Linked DNA regions of Mus musculus: regions 1, 2 and 4 are each linked to region 3. The links are chromatin contacts, called in public HiChIP or PLAC-seq and promoter capture Hi-C maps. All regions are on one chromosome and are shown on one strand. Each heading gives the region's core, a stretch centred on a gene start, on an enhancer-like site or on the middle of the called end of the contact. The rest is flanking DNA. Distances are from core to core; before and after follow the strand shown. Region 1 holds the start of Vti1a (vesicle transport through interaction with t-SNAREs 1A). Region 2 has its middle 20 kb from the start of Gm31965. Region 3 holds the start of 4930552P12Rik (RIKEN cDNA 4930552P12 gene). Region 4 holds the start of Acsl5 (acyl-CoA synthetase long-chain family member 5).

Region 1 (5,500 bases), core at 2,707-5,206, 390 kb after region 3:
TTTGCACGGTGTGACAGCTACTCCATTAAACTCAAGGGTTTCCTTCTAAGCAACACCTATTTTGTGGCATCTCTGTTAACTCCCCTCCCTCAATTCCCTTCTTTCCATCACCAGAATTCAACACCATTTCTACTTCCACATGCTAAAGCCCTGACAGCCCATTTCTCTTCAAATATAGGTTTTCGTCAAGAGACTTAACTTCACTCTAGATTAGGCACAGAAAGGATGCAAGAAGTTCAAGGTTCCCTTTAAAGTACAATTTCAATGACAGAGTCTGAAGAGCTGGATCCTAGCCAGCCCTGCCCACTGCTGACTGAAGCCCCGTAGAGTAACTAAATGGCATCTCTCGAGGGCTAGTTTGCTATGCTTCCTCTGCTGGTGTGCCATGCTTCATTTGCTGAAATGAGCACCCTTCCTTCCCACTCTACTGATGGACGAGGCAGGCTTACAGAGCCAAGAAACTTGTCCACAGCTACGTGTAGTAAGATTAGGCAGAGGTGAGATCCTAAACAGGTCTGACACCAGCAGCCTGAGTCTTAATCATTCTGTCATGATACAGTCTTGGAACATTCTAACTATAACCCTAGCAGGAGTCACAATTGCCCGTGGGGAGATAAAGAAGTAATTGCAGAGTAAAATTCTGTTGAAGACCCTGAAAGATGCCTGCCTGCTGTGACGCAAGCTCCACCTTGCAGAAAGAACTCTGCTGCTAAGAAACTCACTCCCAGCACAAACACAGGACTGTCACATGGGCTATGTCTTGGCTCGTAGATTTCCCTGATTTGTCTGACTTCCCCACAGAACAATCACCAGTAAAATTCAATCTTTAAATTTAGTAACCACAGGGTATTCATTAAGGGACTCACCCATCTCACAGCTACTAAAGTTAGTTAAGATTCAAACACTTCAAAGAGCAAAGTCTTTTCACTGGTAAATTATTACAGAATAATCAGTTTCTTTTTAAAATAAAGCTTCAGAATGTTGGGGGTTGTTTGTTTGTTTGTTTGTTTGTTGTTGTTTTGTTGTGTTGTGTTGTGTCCTGTTCTCTTTGGAAGTCTCCTTAGCAGCTGCACAGGCACAGCAGAGAATGGTTCATCTCCACAGAGGCTCAGTGCTGCAACTTAAATCAGCTGTTATTTGGGAGAAGGAGCTGCTTGGACTTTAAAATTGGCTCCAATTTTTAAATCGTTTTAATTCAAATAAATTACCACTCCTCTCTGGGTCTGTCTCAGCTGAGTGACACAACCATTATGATGCTGTGGGATCTTTTAGTTACAGTAATTATGTTAACAATATAATTATTGGTAACTATATAATCCCATAGCAAGGATACTGCTCTTGTCATGGTTATAGTATCAATTCCTGTTAGTTCATAAATTCATGGAAAAATATCTTTTTCTATCAATTAGGAGCAAGTTAAAAAGGGAGCAAGCACATTAACAAGAAAACCACTGTGTTTTCAAGAATCATTTAATTATTCAAATAAATATACATTTTCCCCCCACAGTGCCAACAAGACAACCTCCTTTCAAATGAAACATGGTTGCTGTGTGTGGGTCTCACATTACACTAAGTGTAAGGACAGGGATAATAGCATCTTTATTTTTTAAAATAATTCAACTGTTTCCTTATATGTAGTAAAAATTTTAAACACAAAGGCAAGAAAATCAATTGTAACAAAATCTATTTTCTTAGAAAGAGTCTTCAAAACTTTATATTCAGGACAATATTACTTTGTAAAACAGTTTCTCAATAATAAAGCTATTTGCCCAAATTATATTTAAAAAAAAGTTTCTACTGCTAAAAAACAAACAAAATATTAAAATTCAAAATGAGCAAAATCCAACCGCGACTGCACATCCTGGTACTGAGGCTCTGGGACTCAATTCAAAGGCACGAGTCTCAGACAACAACGGCAACAAAATCAAGATGATCTTGGGCAATGGAGACAAGTGGGACTGAAGAGAAGAGGTGAAGTGAAGTATCATGAAGGCAGGAGGCCATCTTCCATCAGATTTTTTTTGTAAAAATCTCTGAGGCAACACAGCTCCATGGTATACGCTACACTGGTTCTCTCCCCTTGCTCCCTTCCTTGAACTCATAAGCCTCTTTAAGACATCATTCACCTCCTTCCGAGCTAACTGAGACTTCAGGAGGTAAGTGGGATGGAGGCTCAGGGGTCCTGGCTTCAAGCAAATATCCCTAGTAACAGAAAACAGGGAGGGGTGATAAGGGAAAAATTATTTATAAACATAAAGATTGGGGGAAATTCTGGACAGGGGGTGAGGAACAACTTAGACTCAAGAGAAGTTACTGCTGTCATCTTGGCCTGGGGCTGACCAGGTAAGAAAGTGAAGATACCCACAATTCTGCAGACCAATGAGAATCATCTCTTCTACACAGTATGCTCCAGAGCTGGAGTAGAGGCAAGTTCAGCAGCCCAGTGATCATTCAATTTCCCTAACGAAACTGAGCCAATAAATAAATAAAACTCACAATTTGTCTGTTACTAACTACTCAAATTAAATCTGTACTTAAAGAAAAAATCCTAAAACACTATCTTATAAGTCACAAAGTATTATATAACAATCCCTTGCTTATTCACAAAAAAAAAAAAAAAAAATCTGAGCCCTTAGAAAAGAAATGTCAAGAAAATCAGACAAGGCTCCCACCTTCCCACTGTTGACAACCTAGCATGCAGGGTAATACCTGGAGGATGCTGAATTGTAAAAGTGAGCAAAGTTGTCCTGTACGAAGTTTCATATAAAACTGGGTTATAGATACCCAAGAAAGATGAGAATCACAGAATCAGGGCAGAGGTCTGAAAAATAGGAATCCTAACAAGAGCTAAGACACAGGGCTTCACAGCTGCGTATCAGTTAATCTTCACAACCGCCCTGAGAGAGGTACGAGTCTCTCGAACCAAGAAGGAAGTTTTGAAGGATAACGAAAACTTGCCTAGGAGACAACTTCTAAGTGGCAAGGGTTAGACTTGAATTCAGGCATCCTAGCTCGTCATTCTAGTGTGCCACGAATAAGGATAACAGAATTATTGACTAAAACGACAACGCTGCTGCTGCATTTACAGATCCACAATCTTGATACTTTCACACAGTTCCTTTGAATACTCATATTTTACAAAAGATAAAAAAAGATAGAAAAAAAAAAAGAAAAGGAAAAAAGAAGAAATCAAGATGCAGAGCAATGTTTCCAAGGCTATACAAGCTTTTAAAAAGCGGTGGGGTAGGAAACAGGCGCCACCCCCCCAAAATGGTTTCCACGCAGAAGGTGCTTTGCATTTGAAGCACATTTAATGCCAATCACAACCTACTACCCAGAACGCACCCCTCCCCGGGCCGCCAGCACCACCCACAGCAGCCTCGCGCCAGCGAGCCCCGCGTGCCCAGGCGGCGTTCCGCGGCCCCCGGCTCTCCAGGCCGCCCCCGCCCGGCCGGGCAGGGTACTCACCGGGAGGGAGCCGAGGGACCCTTGCAATCTTGCTGGTGATCTCAGCAGTGAGCACTGCGAAGTCCTGCTCGTACCCTTCGAAGTCGGAAGACATGGCAGCTCGGGCACGGCCGGCCGGAGCCGGGTTCTAGCGCTCAGAGCGGGACTCGCCAAGGGCGCCCGGCCTCGGCGCAGGGACCCTGTGAAGAAGTCTCCACAGCACAGCGGGAACCGGGAACAACTCCCAGCCCTGCCGCTTCCTGGTTGCTCTACGCAGTCCTTGTCCTCCGGAAACTGCGCTGCCTGCGCCTTTTCCTTTCCACCCAAATCTTCGAACGTAAAACTAAAGAAAAAGTTCACTTTCGGTGACCCCTAAAAAAAAAAAAAGACTACGAAAGCCCACATGCTCTCGGGTATCACAGAATACACGTCCCCCACACTGCAGCTCCAGAGAAACGGCTGGAGCGCCCCCAAACTCTAAGTTGCAGGCGCGGGCTTTCCGAGGGAAGATTGACGCCGCGCACCGACCGGAAGTGGCTGTGGCGGAGCTTGCGCCGAGGACCCGAGCGGGAGGCTCACGGCGGCCGCGTGAACCAGAGACGCGCGGGTCCGAGTTCCCCGCGCAGGTCTCGCCGTCAGGGTTCGCATTCGGCTTGCTCAGACTGAAGCGCTCATGACAGAGCTATAAGGAGGAGAAAATCTGTTCCGCTGAGCCCGGGCCGTCCCGGAAATGCGATGGCTGTGGAGCGGGCACCGGAGACCAGACTGAGGTGGGAGTCACCGCAGGGGGTGCAACCCGCTTACGAGGCGGTCTTCGCCTCGACCTAGTCGACCCAGCATCTCCAAAATATCGAGCCCAGACCTCGCTTAATAAGACGTTTGTCCTGTGAGTGAAGATCCCAGAGCATCCCGCACCACTACATGGGCGGGAAACTGAGGCAGGCACCGACCGGGCTGGCGCATCTGCTCCGTGGGAATCCGTTACGCATACGTCATACCCATGTGTCATAGGTCTTTTCCCGGCTCATTTCACTCCATTCAGAACTCAGGTCTACAACTATTCCCCGTGCGTGCCTTCTTCCCTTCTCCCTCGGCCCCGGAGGGAATTATCCCCCCCCCCCCGCCCGCTTAAATCCACTCTGTGCTCGTTCTCGTGCACTGCTTCAGTTGTGATTTTTCGCGCACACACATGCGGCCTTCTCGTTTTAATCTCACCCTTCTTCCTGTACCTTTAACCCCGATCGATTGCTAATGTTGGCGCTTGGGAGAACAAGTGCCCAGTTATTAATACACAAAGTATTATATGCGTAGAGCATGTCACAGTTAATTCACAACTCGTTGGGAGGCAGTTTAGAACGTCCTAAAAAAGAAGTTTGGTGCTTCTATTCTGGACTTAGCTGTTACTTGTGACCTTGGTCGGTCGATATAATCACAGTCTCTCTAAGCCAGTTTCTGTTCTAGGAAGAATTAGATACGTGATAATTAGATAAGACCCTGCTTCTCAGCTCCCTAAGTCTTTGTTCTCTCTAACGATCCACTAAGCTAGGAGTAGTCGATCCTTTCTGGCACTTTGAACAGAAGAGGAAAACTGTTTAATATGTCCGGTTTTCGTGCACTTCAAGCTCGGACTGTATTCTGGATAGGTCCAAAGTAATTATTTTTGTTCTCGATAAGAGGTGAACTCCACACTAGTGTGCTTTCGAGGTGCTGAGTCAAGTGCTCCTTGGAGTTAAATATTAAATAAATGGCATATGGACTTTCTAAACGGAGTTTTCCCATCTTGTTTTCTTTAGGCTGTGTTTCAAATCAACCTATATTCTCCTGTGAGATACAGAGTTCTGGAGGCCACAACTGAAAATGACATACCCCACCTCAGTGACCCTTCAGCCAAAGGCATGACAGCTCAGGCACACACATGGACTTGTTGCACACAGAAATGTGTGCACAGGAAAAGGAGATCTCTAGTTCTTTAGAAGAAAGAAGTCATTCTTCACCAAGATGGGCATATTCTGCTCAGTAATCAAGTTTGAAAATCTTCAAGACTTAAGGAGAC
Region 2 (5,305 bases), core at 1,870-4,369, 430 kb before region 3:
ACCTCCAAAACCAGGAACCACAATAATAATCCCTTCCTTTACGTTGTTTTCTCAGATAGTTTGGCCATAGTCATCAGTAGCAATTGCCACTCTTGGCTCTGCCCACGGAATCTTGGTTCCTTCATCTCTAATGCCCAGTAAGGACACCTGGAGCTAGTCCATGGAGACGGCGAGGAGGGAAGAGAGAATATGACATAAAAGATCTTGTATGCTATCCTGGTTAGCTTTCTGTCACGTTGACATAAGCCAGAGTCACCCGGGAAGAGGAACATCAATGAAGAAAATGCCTCCATCAGATTTGCCTGTTAGCAAGTCTGTGGGCATTTATTTTCTTGATTACTAATTGATGTTAGAAGGCCGTGCCACCCTGGGCAGGTGGTCCTGGAGTGTGTAAGAAAGAACACCGAGCAAGCTGTGGAAAAGAAGCCAGTAAGTAGCGTTCCTCTCTGTCCCTCTGCTTCACTTTCTGCTTATGGCGTTCCCTCTTTCAGTTCCTGCCCTGACGACCCTCACTGATGACTGTGACCTGAGAGCTTAAGTTAGAATGAACTCTTTTCTCTCCACGTTACTTTTGGCCACAATGGGGTGTTTTGTTGTTGTTTGTTTTGTTTTGTTTTTGTTTTTGTTTTTTTACCACAGCAATAGAACCCCTAACGAAGCCATATGGCTTAGGAATGATTGGGCATAAATGCATCTTAATCACTTAGACTTTCCACTCGACTAGGCTCTCCTGGTATGTCTTAAGTGACAGACCCAGTAATCTCGGTTCCTGTAACATGGGTGTCATGGGATGGAGACCTCTACTGCCTAGAGCGGGGAGATGTGCTAGATAGATCACAGCAGCCTTACTGAATCACCCATGGTTCATAGGACACAAACACTGACTACAAACACCACCATACTTGCCCAAGAGCCCCAGCTAAGTAAAAGGACTTCAGCCCCTTCCAGGGACTTTATCAATACACCCTTTTTGTGTGGAATAAAACACCTCTTGCCCACGACTTGGGGCAAAGATTGTAAAAAAGTACTACTACTAATAATAATGATCTTGAGGGGGAAGAAAACACAACAGGGCTCCTAACGGCTCCCCACACAGCGCAGACTGTGTGGAAGCTAAGAGAGGCACTGATATCTTAGTCTTTTACAGCTCCATACAGCTTAGATTTCTTACCACAGCTATGCATTGTTTCATCCTAAGACATGGAAACAACGGTCCGGTGCTCAGGGGCATGCTCTGTGGAAACTGCCCAGAGAACCTTCTCCACAAAATAAAATAATTTAAAAAATCTTTCTTTTTGGGAAATTACTTCCTGTAGGAAGCCCTTCCAGGTGGAGCCTGCCACTGCTATTTCTGCAAGAGCTGCCCTTTGCCTTACCTGAGTGATGAACTTTGCTAATCCAGCCTACTACTAACCAACCCACCCTAGAGCTACAGCATCAGTAACAACTCAGTAAAAGGCCTGGGGAGCAAGGCCTACAAACAGTGCGAGCGAGGTGCCTGCTTGGTCTGAGCATTTCTCTCGAGGAGGCCAACAGTGTGTTACCAGTTTTGGCCTCCTGTCTTGTCTTTATGACATGTGTTCTGGTGGGACCAGAGCCAAGGGAGCCAAGAAACGCTCCAGAGGCCTGACCCAGGCTCAAAGTTCTGGGAAGCCTTCCCTCTACATGTGACTTCTTAGCTGGGAACTGGAAGATGAGGAGACAGGCTGATGAGGTGAGAGGGCTGGGGAGGAGGCTCCGTGGATTTGGGCTGAGCACACAGGCAGGCTCTGAAGAATACAATACTTAGTTCCCAAGGATAGGAGAGGAGGCCCAGCCTTCAGGAGCCTCAGAGCCTCGAGGGCAGGCATAGGATGGGGCCAAGTCACGTGATGTCTTAAAGAGTGTGGGATTTTAAACTTTTCCCTGAGAACAGTTCAAAGTTCTGGAGAGATTTCTCCTAATGGGCTTATTCCACTTTGCCCCACTGGGTCCAAACTCAATTCCTGGCAATTAATGGGCACCTTGTGATCAGCTTCATAGCAGAACCAAGCCACCCCAGAGAAGATCCTCTAAGCAAGGTGACATATGTCGCCTCTTCCCCGCTCTCTTTGTCTTTTGCTATCTAGTATAGAACATAAAATCTACCCAGGGAACTGTGGCAAGGAAGGCAAACTAAGTTAACTCTTCCGGCCTCACAGTCTTGCCCTGAGCTTCAAAATGGACATTGGATACCGCCACCCTGACCAGTGAGACAAGCAAATTAAAACTGGTGGGTCAGGAGTGGCTGGGGGTTTGCCAAGGACCCCCTGGCAGGTCCCAGGTACTCTGAGCATCATGCTTTGGCCGGTAGTCAAGGAAGGATCCCCCCAATCTCCTGTCTAAAATATGTATTTATAGGTTTAATTATGTGAATTCACTTGCCCTTTGCTCAAAGAAAGTAGATACAGGGGCATTTTAATGCTCCACAGAAATGAAACTGTGTTGAAGCCAGCCTGACCTCAGACCGAATGTCAGAGCCGTTGGATTTTTTCAGCAGAAACATAATACTTTTTATAGAATGGGAAGTCAATTGAGAAATCATAAAAAAAAAAAAAAAAAAAAGTAGAGTTGGGAAGGGCTTTGTGCTCACCAGGGTTAGGTCCCTAGAGCCACTGTAGCCTTGTTCCCTGTGGGGAAGGGTCTAATGTTTTGTCCACTTAAGTTTTAAATATCTCAACCAATGGCTCATTCCTGGGAATACCTCTCCCGGGGCGCTAGATCTGGCCCTGCCTGTCAAGGCCCCTTCCTTGCTCCTCCATCTCACTCAGCTCAATGATATAGACAGGCATCTGCAGCGTTTGAAGCAAAAAAAGCCTTGCCTTTCTTTCCCTTTCATCTCCATTTCTCCTACCTGTGGAAACTTCCAGATCTGGAACGGGGCGGGAAGGAAGAGGCAGAGAAAGGAGGCAAGCTGAATATTTGTTCTGAAAGCGGCCATTACAAGAAGCCAAACCCCAGGCCTGGAGCCGACATTTCAGCTTTGGGAACAGGCAGGATCCATGGAACCTGCCTCACTGAAAGCTCAAGGAACCAGCTCAGAGCGGAGCTGCCTCTCGCCGCAGTAGCTGGGACAGAAGGTGGCAGCACAGCACCAGGCTGTAAGGTCTGCAGTCGTTGGAAGCTGGGGACCATCCTAACCCTTCCGGGCGTCCAGATCCCTCCTCTAGCGTCAAGAGTGTCCTGCTTAGGCTAGGAGTGACCCAAAAATCAGCTTTTAAAAGGCAAACCTCAAACATCCAGAAGTGTTCGAACGTGGTCGATTTTCTATGTAAAAACATCATGTTGCTAGAGTTTAAAAGATTCCAAATGGGGTCATAGGGAGGATCCCAAAGGACTTAAACATATAAAGTTACCCTCTTATCCCATGTAGGTAATTTTTAAATAAATTCAGAATACGTGCATCTTTCTTCCTTTGCGCTCTACAGCACTTCTCCAGCCATCTCTGAATTTCCCTTTGGTGTTCCTGTTTTCATTTGCTGATTTAAAAAAAAAAAAAAAAAAAAAAAAAACTTGTTTGGTAGTGTTTGCATGTAGTCCTTCCAAAGCAGGGATCCACACAGTAAGCACTTCTGACTCAAGAGCTGGACCCCTGCTGGGGAGCCAATTAAATGCACTGCCCACCAGGGAGAGTGTGATATTTTTTATTACTTTCTAATTTCGGGCCCTGAAATGGCTTCAGTGATCAGAACGTTTTTTTCTGCCTTAGAAACCTAAAGGAGCCAGCGAAACGATGCCTTTGATTTGTATTTTATTTATATCGGTCCATACTGGCCAAGTGCACACTAAGGATTTCCCTGGGGCCTCAGAGGGTTGCAGGAGTGGAAAAGCAAGACAAAGAAAAAAAAAAAAAAAAAAAAAAAAAAGCACAAAACTTTCTCACCCAGTCGCCTCTGCAGAGCAGGGAACTGTCAGGAACACTGGGAAAGGCTTTTTTGAGAAGTCGGTGAACTGAGAAAAAATGGATAGAAGAATTGGAACAAAACCATTTCAGTGGATTTAAATCTATTTAAACGACAATAGTAAATCAAAGCCATGCCTCTTTCTCATTACCAGTGGCCCCAGTGGTAGGGCCTCATAAATGCTGGCTAAGAAAGACTTGTGTTCCTTTCTAAATACATTCACAGGAAGCCCCACCCAACCCAAGGTGCAAGGATGCTTGCTTCTAAACTCCTGTTTGTTTTGCGTTTCCTTCTCTTCTAAAAAGCATCAGCTTCCAGCAGAAAAGCTTCGAAGGGGCAAGGAGGAGATCCAAACAGACGCTAATGAGGAAAAGAGAAAGTGAAGTCAAACTCTCCCTGAATGCCTGGATGTTTATTTATTTATCTTTGCAACAAGCAAGGATGCTTTAAAATCTAGAAGCACTCCTGGATAAAGCAAACCAGACCAAGTAGCTCACAAAACACCAGAAGCTCAAATTCTGAGCTGTTCCAAATCCTATTCACCTGCCAATGGGGTCTTGGCTGAAAGTCCTCGTCTTTTGTTTTTTCTTTTGTTTTTGTTTTTCCCTTTTTTCTTTTCCTTTTCTCCCGACTCACTGTTTAGCCAGAAGGTAATTCTGAATGCTTATGGGGGAGGGGGGACATTCCTACTAGCTAGTGCTCCCCTTAAAAACAGGAGCTGTTTCAATTCCCATTAAGCTGCTCTCTATGATGTAAAGTCTTTTAATGAACAGTCAGCTCGCGTTGAGACTATACGTGTCGAACCCTGCTCGCTAACAATTTTCATAAAATGTGATTCAAGAATTAAAAATTGCAGTGCTCTAAGAAGGTGGCTACTGTATGTTATTAGACAATGCTCTGCCAAGGCAATCTTTCCTATCTCTTACGCAGAAATCCCATGGGAACAAAACTGTTTACTCTGATTGTGTACAGCCTCTGCAAGTACCACTTTATCATAGGATTTAAAGTTCAACAACTTAGCAGACAGTATTTATTATTTAAGGAAAGGCTAAGTGTTTCTTCTGGGCTTCTCCGACTTCAAAATCACAAAGCAACCCCTCTCCTCTCTCTGCTTCCCTTCTTTCTGTTCCCTTCCTTTTCCCTCCCTTCTTTCCCTCCCTTTTCTTTCTTTCCTTCTTTCTGTCTGTCTGTCTGTCCGTCCGTCCATCTTCCTCCCCTCCCTCCTTCCTTCCTTTCCTCCCTTTTAACTTGCAAATTGGATGTTGTTGAGTTCTTAAAGTCCTTAACAATTCATTATCCCTTCAGGAAAATTTAACTCGATTACTTAAAATGGCCAATCTCCACTTTAAGGGAGAATATTCTATATAACTTCAGCTTAAAAGGCA
Region 3 (5,119 bases), core at 2,467-4,966:
GTCTATAGAGTGAGTTCCAGAACAGCCAGAGATACACAGAGAAACCCTATCTTGAAAAACAAAACAAAACAAACAAAACAAAAAAATGTGTGCACCTGTATACACACACACACACACACACACACACACACACACACACACACACACACACACACACACACATCCCCAGTGGTAGAGAGGAGAGAAGATGGACCCCTGAGGCTCTGCCTATGGACAAAGCTGTAACATTTTACACAAGAAACAAGAAACAAGGACGGAACCAAGCTATCATACTGTTTGGAGTCTAGTCATTCCATGGCTGCGTGGTGTGGCTTCTCTTTGTCAGGTGTGCAGTCTAGCCCACTCACTAAATGTCATTGAGTTGGAGACTCCTATGCTTTCCAGATGTTTTGCAATGATTGAAACAGGCCAGTGTAGACCATAGTGGGTTTTCTTGTCTATATATTCTGCTGAGCCCTATAACAGCCTGGTGAGTCAGACATGGGGAGTTTATTACTACAGATCCATATAGCAGACAGAAGATCAACCTCCAAGCAGGGCATGGTGGTGCACACTTGTCTCTTAATTTTTTAATAATGTACATTTTTTTTTAAAAAGAACTTTACTGGGCATTTCAATCATATCCACTCCAAACTTCGTATCACAGTCCTCTTCCTCTTCCTCTCCCCCCTCCACTTTTTCGCCTTCTACACCCCACCAAGCCCAGCTTGTGCTGCCCATAGAGTTGTAGGTGTGAGGCATCAACTGGTGCATGGTTGGCCACTTAGGGCCACACTCTTAAAGAAAAGCGACTCTTTCTCCCCCCAGAAGCCATTATCTGTCAATAGTCCCTCAACTAGTGGTGTCCAAACCCCTCTCTCCTCCACGCTGGAACGTTGTCTCACTTGATATTGGGCGGGTCTCATACAGGCAGCCACAGCTTGGGTGTGTGACACCAATGGTCCTGTCATGTCCAGAAGACACAGTTGCTTCCCCTGACCTCTGGCTCCAGCCCTTTATTTCTTCAATGGTCTCTGAGTCTTGTGGGGTGGGGCAGGGTTGTTTGTCTGAGGTCACATTTGTACAAGGTCCTGGTAAGGATGGGAGAAGCCCAAGTAGGGTTTAAACTCTTCCTTCCTATGCCACCAGAGACCCCTCTCCCAGATCTTGCAAGTGTGATGTGTAATCTGGTGACAAAGAGTGGGGGTCAGCACTGGGCCCCAGGCTTCCTGATGATTGGATTTGGTGGATGAAGCTCAGTCTTTGCTTCAGGAAAGATAGCGGCCGCAGGGGATACGGTGACCTCATGCTCACAGGTGTGACTTAGCTGCCCAAGGTACCTCCATTTGGGCCACATTCATTTTTTTTTTTTTAAATCCAGTCTCTTTATTTGAAAGCCTAAATCCAGAAGCTAGAACAATGAATCAGCAGAAGTAGCAAGTCCACAAAAGCCACACGGGAGGGAAAGGAACTAAGGACACAGACCTTCCCCAGGCCACCCAAGCCTCTTTTGAAGTGTACAGAATAACAAAATATCCAAAACAAAACAAAACACATGCACAAAACCCAACAGAAGCCAGAGTCTGTGTTTCTCGGGGCTCCTTAGCCAATGGTGTCGCTGAGAGGTTTAAATGGCACTATTTGTTTAAGAGCTAAGCTGGTGCTCTTCTGTGTCTTTCACCGGGAACAAAGCACAGCCCTGGCCTAGGCCACGGGGACAGCCATTAGCGGGAGAAGGAGGGAAGGCGTGTGGGCCAACCTTTCAGTGTGCAAAGGGTCTTGCTTTGTTTCCTCCTTCTCTCAAAGTAATTTCTTCTTGGCAAAGCTGCAGGGTTGAGATATGACTAGATTATATCCAAATTAGAGAGAGAGAGAGAGAGAGAGAGAGAGAGAGAGAGAGAGAGAGAGAGAGGTGAAATCTGCGGGAAGCAATGAACAATGAACAGATGTGCCGTGGCCCTTTGACCTCCTCACCCTGATGACTCCTCTGTCACTGTCCTCACCCGTTCTCACCTGTGATTGCAGATTGGTACTCTGAGCTCAGGCTGAGGTACTTTGAGGTACTTCCAGGTGGAAGGACTCTCAGAATGAGCCAGGCAACACCACCCTTGTGTTGTTTGAATGAACAGGTGACAGGCCCACAGAGCTCCCCTAGGGACCCTATAAAGCTCTCACCCCGAGTTGATAGAAACGTCCACATGGACACAGAGCTGACCCTCCCACCAGCTTTTAGTCCCAGGTTGGCTGCTTCCAAATAGTGGACTAACACAAGTCCCATGAGTAATGTGAGTTTCAGCTTCCTCAATGTGAACTAATAGGAAACTCTCTACCTTCTGGGTTGAGTGTGGGATGGGGTGGGGTTCCCAGAAGTCAGACTATGGTAGTAGTGGGATTCACAAGCTTTTTGATCACAGTATCCCTGCCACTTGTAAAAATTATGGAGCATACCAAAGATGCCAGAAAATTCTATAAAGTGTGTCTCATTGACTACCAGATATCATAGATCCTATGAAAAAGTCCATTTATATTTAAGGTACAAGTGGAGTCTTTGCATACCATGAGTAAAGTCATGGGTTCAATCCATAGGTGTGTGTGTGTGTGTGTGTGTGTGTGTGTGTGTGTGTGTGTATGGTAGAGAGAGAGAGAGAGAACATTTCTCAATATGAAGTATTGAGAAAAGGGTTAACTCCATAGGCCCCTGGCCATTGGAAACCCAGCATCAGTGCATTCAAAACCATTACATAATTCCCTGTCCGTCCATGCTACCAAAAGCAGTGTATAGTGTCCAGAGAGTCGGCTTTCTTTTTTAAGAAATATTTTAAAAAATTTTATGTACATGTACACTGTGTGTGCACATCTTCATTTGTGTGTACACCCGTGAAGATGCTCTCAGAGGTCGGCACAGGATGTCAGATCTTCTGAAACTTTATACGCAGTTGTGGACCATTCATTGTGGGTGCCAGGAACTGAAACTAGATTGGTACTTCTGACTGTGTCATGGGACTGGTGTTTGGACTTTGCGATCTTGAAGTTGATGGATAAATGCCAGGAAGAGAGGATCTGAGGCAGGAATGCCACCAGAGAGGGCAAGTGGAGGTACCAGTGATCAGGACTGGCCAGACTCCCGTTCACGTTCCTATAGCTGCTTTGCACATTGAATCCTGCTGTTGGAAAGCACATGGGGCCACGTGCAGGAGGGAGGGAAGATAGGTGGCCGGCCACCAGGAGTGGAGGGCTTCTGGGATACTCCAGCGACCTGGACCCAAGAACAAAGACTTTTATCCCCAATTCTTTGTGAGACAACTTTGAAAGGACACCTTTGATTCCAGAGTGGCTGTGTGGGTTGAGTGAACTCTTGCCTCCTTAACAAGAAGGCAAAAAACTGGGTGAAGGAAAGGACACTATTAGCCAGCATGAGTTAACGGGAAGGGTTCTGTCTATTTGCCAAATGTAACCACTTTCTTTGTCTTTGGGAAGTTTTACTGAGTCGGTACACTTAGTGCTGCTTCCAAGAAGGCTTTGAGTTTCTCTTAGTCTTTCCTGATGCTTTGTCCCCTGTATAACCTCGTTGACTGAAGTCTGGGGAAGACAAAAGCTGCTGCACACCTCATTGACTGAAGTCTGGGGAAGACAAACGCTGCTGCACACTTTATTGACTGAAGTCTGGGGAAGACAAAAGCTGCTGCACACCTCATTGTCTAAAGTCTGGGGAAGAGAAAAGCTGTTGCACAGCCTTATTGACTTCGGTCCAGGGAAGAGACCTGGCTCACTGCCTTCTTTCCTCATCCATAGGCTGGCTCCAAGACCTATGTGGTGAGTCAAGGCCATGGGTCTGCCTTTGGGCTTCTTTTGCTTCCACCTGTTCCTCTGGTTTCTTCTTCCTGAACCTCAGGTTGACATCTGTCAGAAAATTTGGTAGCCACCAAAGTCAGGGCCCACCTAGTCTGTCTTAACAACAGCGAACAACTCCATCCTCCTCAGCTGCGGTGTTGTCAACAGCAAAGGGAAGGCTGGACCTGAAGTCTCTGGACGTTAGACGCTGGGTGGAGACGGGAGCTGTGAGCATCGGAGGACATCAGTAAGCAAGCAGCATCCTTCCAAAGACCAAGGGCGAGGGCAGGATGAGATGCTCAAACTAGCACCTCATCTACACGCGGCTGTATCTTTACTGATCTAAGAGGACCGCAACGTCATGAGCAATACTTACTTATTTTAGGCTTTGCAGGCCTTGGGATCGCCACTGAGCAATTCCACTACTGTAGTAGGGAAGGCAGTGCGGACAGTAAGTCAGTCATTCCATGGGGAATGTGCTCCAGTCAAACTCGGGGCTGTATTTCAAAAACGGGGGTCAGAAGAACGTGGCGCACAGGCAGGCATCACGTGCCACCCCACCCCCACAACAAGCACTGTCAGGCAACAGCTCTGTGAAGGCAGTTTGCCTCAGGTCAATAATGAAGTAAACTGCCCAGGGCTGGGAAAGCAACTTGGGCGAGGTTACAAATCAGAATGGAGACCCCAAGTGGACTGAGTTCTAAAACGAATGTTGCAGGTCCTAATTTGTCTCCGTGACTTGATTTGCCATGAATCTGAGAACACACTTAGTTCCGGAACACTTAGCAGAGGGATCTTTGACACCCAGGATGAGATTTGAGGGTCCCACCCTCTTCCTGGGACACCCCAGAGAAGCCAGATGTCATCGGCTGTTGCCACCTACACTCCAGATCTTACCAAGAGGGAGGTGGTCACAGCTCCCACGCTGCCAGGATGACTGGGCAAGAAGCAGGGTTTGGCCAACAGCTTCCTGGCGCCCAGTTAAACTTTTGACTTTCCAAATTAGAGAAGTTGAAAGTTCTTCTGGGTACTTTTTTTTTTTAAGGGAAACATGTTGTATTGTTAATTATTTACCAGAAATGGCTCTCCTCTCTCCTGTCCTAACCAGAGTTATGTTCCCTTCAGTTTTCCGCCTCCCAGTCGTTTAACACTGAATGCAGAACTAACTGTTAGGGGTTTCTCCTCTCAGACTAAGGAAGGGTGCACTTGCCGAAGGACAGGGCTGGTGGAAAGGGCTATGTCCTCTCTCCAGAGTTGCTTTCTCTCAGCTGCCTTGAGTCTGATCTGTGGTTTAGCCACCCAGTTCCTC
Region 4 (5,087 bases), core at 1,355-3,854, 450 kb after region 3:
CACCTGCCTCTGCCTCCCAAGTACTGGGATTAAAGGCGTGCACCACCACGCCCGGCATGTCTTTCTTTCTAAGCCTCACTTTTCTACCAAGAATCTGCTCCATAGGGTTTTATTGAAATTCAAAATAAAAGTCCCCATAAGATTCCAAGCAAGGTATTCCCCAACGACAGCAGCATTTTCATATTCCTAGTTCCAGAAAAAAAAAAAATCTCAAAGAGAGGATGACCATATGAGCTCAATCTGGTACCCAGAATGTCACACAGGAACATCTTTTTACAAGTTCAATTTTTAGGCTATCCAAAGAAAGGCTTTATCCTAAAAGTGAGTGAAGGATGGGCTTTAAAAATAAAACTGTAAATGTTTTATTTTTGAAAGCATCAGACTGCTTATAGTTCCAATACAATTGACAACCTGCTTGCCTTGTGAACATGGGAAGGTAGGGTGTCACCTCTCTGACACTTTTTTTTAACCATTAAATAGAGAAGTCACCCACCTCAAAACAACATCTTGCTCAAATATGATATCTACTATGTGCTGGCAGTGAACTCAGTTCTCTGCCCTTCTGTAGCATACTGTCCCAGGACGTGCCTCTTCACTGTGAGGTAGCACTGAGGTGCACAGAGGCACACTGATATTGTGGAAGGTATCTTTGCCCTAAATAACTAGCATATACCCAGGCATATAACCCCAGCACTTGGGCAGCTGAGACAGGCAGATGGCCAGCCCCACCTGCCTAAGAAGTAAAGTGAAAAATCAGTTTCAAAATAAATAAATAAATAAAATAAAATAAAATTGTAATATAGCTTGGCTGAAATTTCGTTTATCTGAACAGTATTTTTTTTAATTAAATTGAATATGCTTCTCTGGGTTATAGGAGCTGCAATTTTTTCTAGTGTCTCCAACACCAATATCCCATAAATACACCAGCTACTTCGCCTGCCTAAGTAAGCTACCTGCTTTTCTCAAAGCGCCTGCATTTACAGCTATTGTTTTATTTAGTCTATTGTGCCTTTCATTGGTAGAGACGGACACATGAGTGATGCTCACAAGATTTTATACTGTTCCTTCCAAGGTGAATTCTAAAATTACCTGAAATAACTGCCATGTGCACACAGAGGGCGGGGTCAGAATCCACTGCCTTCTATCTCCAGTTTTTAAACCTGACCAATGCTTTATTTTATTTTAGACCCTGCCTCTTACAAGGCACCAATCAACTGTAAGTAGGAAGTTTAGATTCAACCCTGCCATTCAGACTAGACTGTCAAAGGGGAGGGGGAGGGGCGATACCACTAGGAGGTATCAAAGCCCAGCTCCTGCAGCCCCTTTTCAAGGCTCCCAAAACCCTTTAAGAGCATCTTAGGTCTAACCAGTGTTTATAGCTCTGAAAAGAGACCCAGCTTCATTCGGCCTGTATCTCCATCTCTTTGGACTGATTCCTTAGCTCTTACCATCAGAGGGAGTCAAAACTCAGTGAAAATCAGGGTTAACCCCCCACCCCCACCCCCCAGCCCACCCCAGGGAGCTATGCCGCCACGTGCTCGGGTCTGCCAAAAGGTCTCTGCTTGTATTCCACCCCTTAAGAGAAAGTCCCTCCCTGTGTCCTCTTCCTCCTTCCCCTCATCCCTCCTGATGCAGAGGAGCCCTCCACTCCCAGGCAGAGAGAGCATGGCGCGCACACGTGGAGGCACAGCAAGCTTTGAATTCCAAGCAGCTTCCTGAAGTGGGCAGGGAGGAGGGATTTGGGATGCCTCTGTCACGCGTGCAGGAGCCCCGTCCTAGGATCACACCCGGCTCCAGATCCCTTACCCTGGGAAGGGCCGCACGCACGCCTTGGAGCTTCCGAGTGAGGCTTTCTGGCTCCGGCTTCTTGCTGGCAGGAGAGCCTCGGTCCTCCCTTCCTCACCCCGGGCTTCTCCGCGGGCAGGGTGACTTCAGAGCGTCCATGCAGGCAGGCAGGCAGGCAGCCTGGCTAGTGGCCCCACTTCTGCCCTGCCCTGATCTGTCCCAGCCAGGCCATAGCCGGGCTTTCTGACATGCTGGTGCTGGGGACTTCACTTCCTGGTTTGGCTTTTTTTTCCCTCCTCCTTCACAACTGAAAGTGGAACCGCTTTTGACTAGGAGGAGACAGATATCCAAAGCTACCCTAGCCGGTTTTCAAAGCCTTTAACCTCAATCCCCAGGGGCTGAAACACGAGCCACCTTTGCATCAACACAGTCCACCTGCTCCCGCTGGTCCCACTAGCTCTTCTCCAAGATGAAAATCCAAATGAAAACGAGTTGAGGTGGCCCTGGGTTCATTGCCAGAGAAACGGAGGTGACGTTGTTCCCCGCTGCGTTCGCAGGACAGGAAAGTCCAGCTAGAGGGACCTCCGCCCTTAGGTTAGATGCAGCACGACTGTCTCTTTCTCTGTGTAGCTCCTTTCGCCAGTCCCCAGACCTCCCTGATTCAAAAAGCCAGGCACCTCTGCACCTCGCAGAGACAACAGAATAGATAAATAAGCCAGGAACCACGGGGGCAGAGAGCCATTCAGTTGAAGTGGCTCCCTTTCCGCAGACACACCAGCTCAGCTCCGGCTCTCACCCCGCCAAGTTTAAGGATGAAATGTGTTCTGTGACCCCTCTTACACCTCAGCATTATCCGGGTTCACAGTTGTCTTAATCGATCACCCTTTGAGGTTCTGGTCTCCCAGGGACACAAGGAGACCTCGGTCTCAGAATTGGAAGAGAGATGACAGGTTCTGCCCCCTCCCTCTCCCCCACTCCCGCTGCAACCTCACGACACGCAGAATCAAGTAGCATTTTCCCGGCCTTGATCCCTCCAAGGATTGACAGGAAGTTCAAGGTGAAGACTTCACTAGAGTGCTAGCCTACCTTAGGATTCCTTCTTTGTGCAGAGAGCACCCCATACCCACCCACCCCTGCTATAAAGACCAGGAAAAACAAACCGGTGCCACACCTCAGAGACCTGCAGGTCTGACCCCTTGGGAAGGACGGATAGAGGTGCCTCTAGCTTTTGTTTAATTTTGGAGCTCAGCTTCCCAGGAGACTTTTCTCCCCCCCCCCCCCGGCGTCCCCCCCCCCCCCAGGAAAACCTCAGGTGGGAAAGTGCATGCCAAGCCTCAGATGTCTATCTAGGATATCTATCTCTGGTTTCTAAGTCCTGTTTTATCCCATCTCCCATAGCAGGAGCACACCAACTAGTCTAATTGTTGTTTTTGACGTCATGGATCTCTAGAATTAAGTGTCCGTTTCAGCAAGGGCTGGGTCATTCTAAGATCTTGTTGTCTTGTCTTTCCATCCAGTTCCACCGCATGGTAATGACACTCTAAATGTTTCCCACATGGGGAGGATTCTGACATCGCCCAAGATTTCTATACGATGGAGCAGACCGTAGAGACAGACTAGGTCAACTATAGCTCTACCACTAGCTATACTAGTGGGTTAGGCATACTACTCCCCTTATAGGAGATGCTCCTAATGTCACCACATACCCTGCCTTTAGGATGCTTTCCAGACCCTAAGAGTGTCACAACCCGGAAGTCCTTCCTCCCTCCGGAGACATCAACAATTGTTAAGTGGCTCCTCTTAAGAATTTCTGAATGGAAGATGAAAGAAACCTGCATCCTTGCTCCAACTTTACCCTTTACAAAAGGCTTTATACCCTCACATTCTCTTCCAATTCTTTTGATTTTTTTTTCCTCTTCTAAGAGTCAAGTGGCTCAAATGTTTTCCTTTCAAATTGACATCTTTCTTTGCCTCCCACACAAGTGAGCTGAGAGATTATCACCCCTGTTATGAAAGAGCTTTAGTCAGGTTACAGATGAATACACACTCACTTTCTCCCCCGCCATATCTATCTACTCCCTCTAGCCCATAGGCCAGAGAAGGCAGCTTACCTCTTGAGAATGGTCACAGCAGCTAGGTTGAGGAATGGCTTCTCTTGCAGCTAGCTCTCTCTGTTCAGCACCACATGAAGCTGCCTCTGCCTTTCCACGCTCCAGGACGAGGCGCACCTGAAGCCACCGGATCTTGCTCTGAGTGTCCTGCCAGCTGCTCTGGAACCTTTGGACCTGTTTCGATAGAGGTGCAAAGGTAGAAGTTACCTGCTCACTCAGAGTCACCTCTGACAGAAGTGGAGAATTTGGCAAAAGGTTAAACAAGAGATTGTTAGGCAATGGATTTAAGAGGGGGAAGAAAAAAATAGAGCAATTGGCTCAGAAAGCTGCCATTGAATGGGGTGGAACTTTTTAAAGGTCAGCTTCAGGGAAGGGACAGGCATGCGTATGACTTTGCATAGGAGTTTTCTCCCCCCCCCCCCCCCCAATCTATGGGTCTGAGACAGGAAGAGGCTAGACTAGACAATAAGGCAGAGAAAGTGCACCTTCACTTCAGGAAATGGGGAAGTCACCCATATCGGCTCAGGCTGTGCCTATAAGATCTGGACTGAGTAGAAGTTTGTGTCTGGAGATGAGCCTTCTAGGAAAGCCAGGATATTTCCAGGATTCCAAAGCAAAGAAACAGAGATATCCTGAAGTCCCCCGAGCGTGAGTCAAAAGACAAGTCAAAGTGCCAGAGAGTGTGGGGTGATGGGACCAGGCAGCCCTACTGGCCCCTAGTGAGACACCAGAGGCTGTTGCCTCATGACTCAGCCTATCTTCTTCCTTCTATCCATGTGGAAGGTGCGCATCACTACACTGTTACTAAATCATTAAGACCACAAAGGTATCATCATAGAGATAAGAGGCTCTGTAGGCCAGGCAAGATTTTACTTCTCAGGAGAGGACAATGAGCCCTATTCAAGAGGACACTAAAACCTTATAATCAGGTAGCAGACAACCTAGGCCTGAGGCAGGGTCACAGATGTCCAGCTCTGTGTTTGGTCCTTCTGTAATGCTGTCCCACTGGCCAATGGGTAGCTAGCCACTGATGGTCTGTTAAGCTTGAGTGCTTTCGCTGTACCAGGCCTATAGTATAGAAAGGCTTATTTTTTTAATGTACCTGATCAGGAGACCAATATCAAAGTCAGGCATTAGCACCACTTCCTGCCCGATTCTGTATGGGGTTAGCAAGTTAATAACTCAGGGGTC

The links. Promoter capture Hi-C pulls out the DNA fragments that hold promoters and counts their contacts. HiChIP or PLAC-seq counts read pairs in DNA pulled down with a chosen protein or histone mark.
Region 1: a contact with region 3 is called in a FOXA1 HiChIP or PLAC-seq map of pancreatic cancer cells. The contact joins the promoter of Vti1a here to the promoter of 4930552P12Rik in region 3. A contact is called at or near these places in 2 of 39 promoter capture datasets (liver and stem cell-derived epiblast-like cells) and 4 of 115 datasets of contacts at active chromatin or transcription factors (embryonic stem cells, large pre-B cells, pancreatic cancer cells and 1 more).
Region 2: a contact with region 3 is called in an H3K27ac HiChIP or PLAC-seq map of differentiating embryonic stem cells, with 2.6 times the contacts expected there. The contact joins the enhancer-like site here to the promoter of 4930552P12Rik in region 3. A contact is called at or near these places in 1 of 39 promoter capture datasets (hippocampal neurons), 1 of 15 datasets of contacts at CTCF or cohesin (the NIH/3T3 cell line), 1 of 484 Hi-C or Micro-C datasets (cerebral cortex) and 5 of 115 datasets of contacts at active chromatin or transcription factors (differentiating embryonic stem cells, embryonic basal ganglia, embryonic stem cells and 1 more).
Region 4: a contact with region 3 is called in a promoter capture Hi-C map of liver, with 4 times the contacts expected there. The contact joins the promoter of Acsl5 here to the promoter of 4930552P12Rik in region 3. A contact is called at or near these places in 5 of 39 promoter capture datasets (cranial neural crest, embryonic stem cells, liver and 2 more) and 2 of 115 datasets of contacts at active chromatin or transcription factors (embryonic stem cells and pancreatic cancer cells).

The regions. Positions count from the first base shown.
Region 1 is chr19:55,314,513-55,320,012 of GRCm38.p6, reverse strand. Vti1a (vesicle transport through interaction with t-SNAREs 1A) reads right to left here and starts at 3,956. Exons shown (of 8, transcript NM_016862.4): 1 at 3,469-3,956. The coding sequence starts at 3,562. Zdhhc6 (zinc finger, DHHC domain containing 6) reads left to right here and starts at 3,977. Exons shown (of 11, transcript NM_025883.4): 1 at 3,977-4,217; 2 at 5,241-5,500. The coding sequence starts at 5,446.
Region 2 is chr19:56,132,120-56,137,424 of GRCm38.p6, reverse strand. No RefSeq gene overlaps it. Among named protein-coding and RNA genes, the nearest start is that of Gm31965, 20 kb to the left of the region's middle. Within about 2 kb of position 3,119, at least 44 of the 459 cell types and tissues checked have an H3K27ac peak or open chromatin away from gene starts, as enhancers often do. A contact at or near this core is called in cerebral cortex and differentiating embryonic stem cells, where this site is marked.
Region 3 is chr19:55,700,801-55,705,919 of GRCm38.p6, reverse strand. 4930552P12Rik (RIKEN cDNA 4930552P12 gene) reads left to right here and starts at 3,716. Exons shown (of 4, transcript NR_045318.1): 1 at 3,716-3,792. It overlaps Gm41871 (a long non-coding RNA gene), which reads right to left and starts at 4,777. Exons shown (of 3, transcript XR_877940.2): 1 at 4,708-4,777; 2 at 4,187-4,307; 3 at 3,293-4,035.
Region 4 is chr19:55,250,886-55,255,972 of GRCm38.p6, reverse strand. Acsl5 (acyl-CoA synthetase long-chain family member 5) reads right to left here and starts at 2,604. Exons shown (of 22, transcript NM_027976.2): 1 at 1,807-2,604.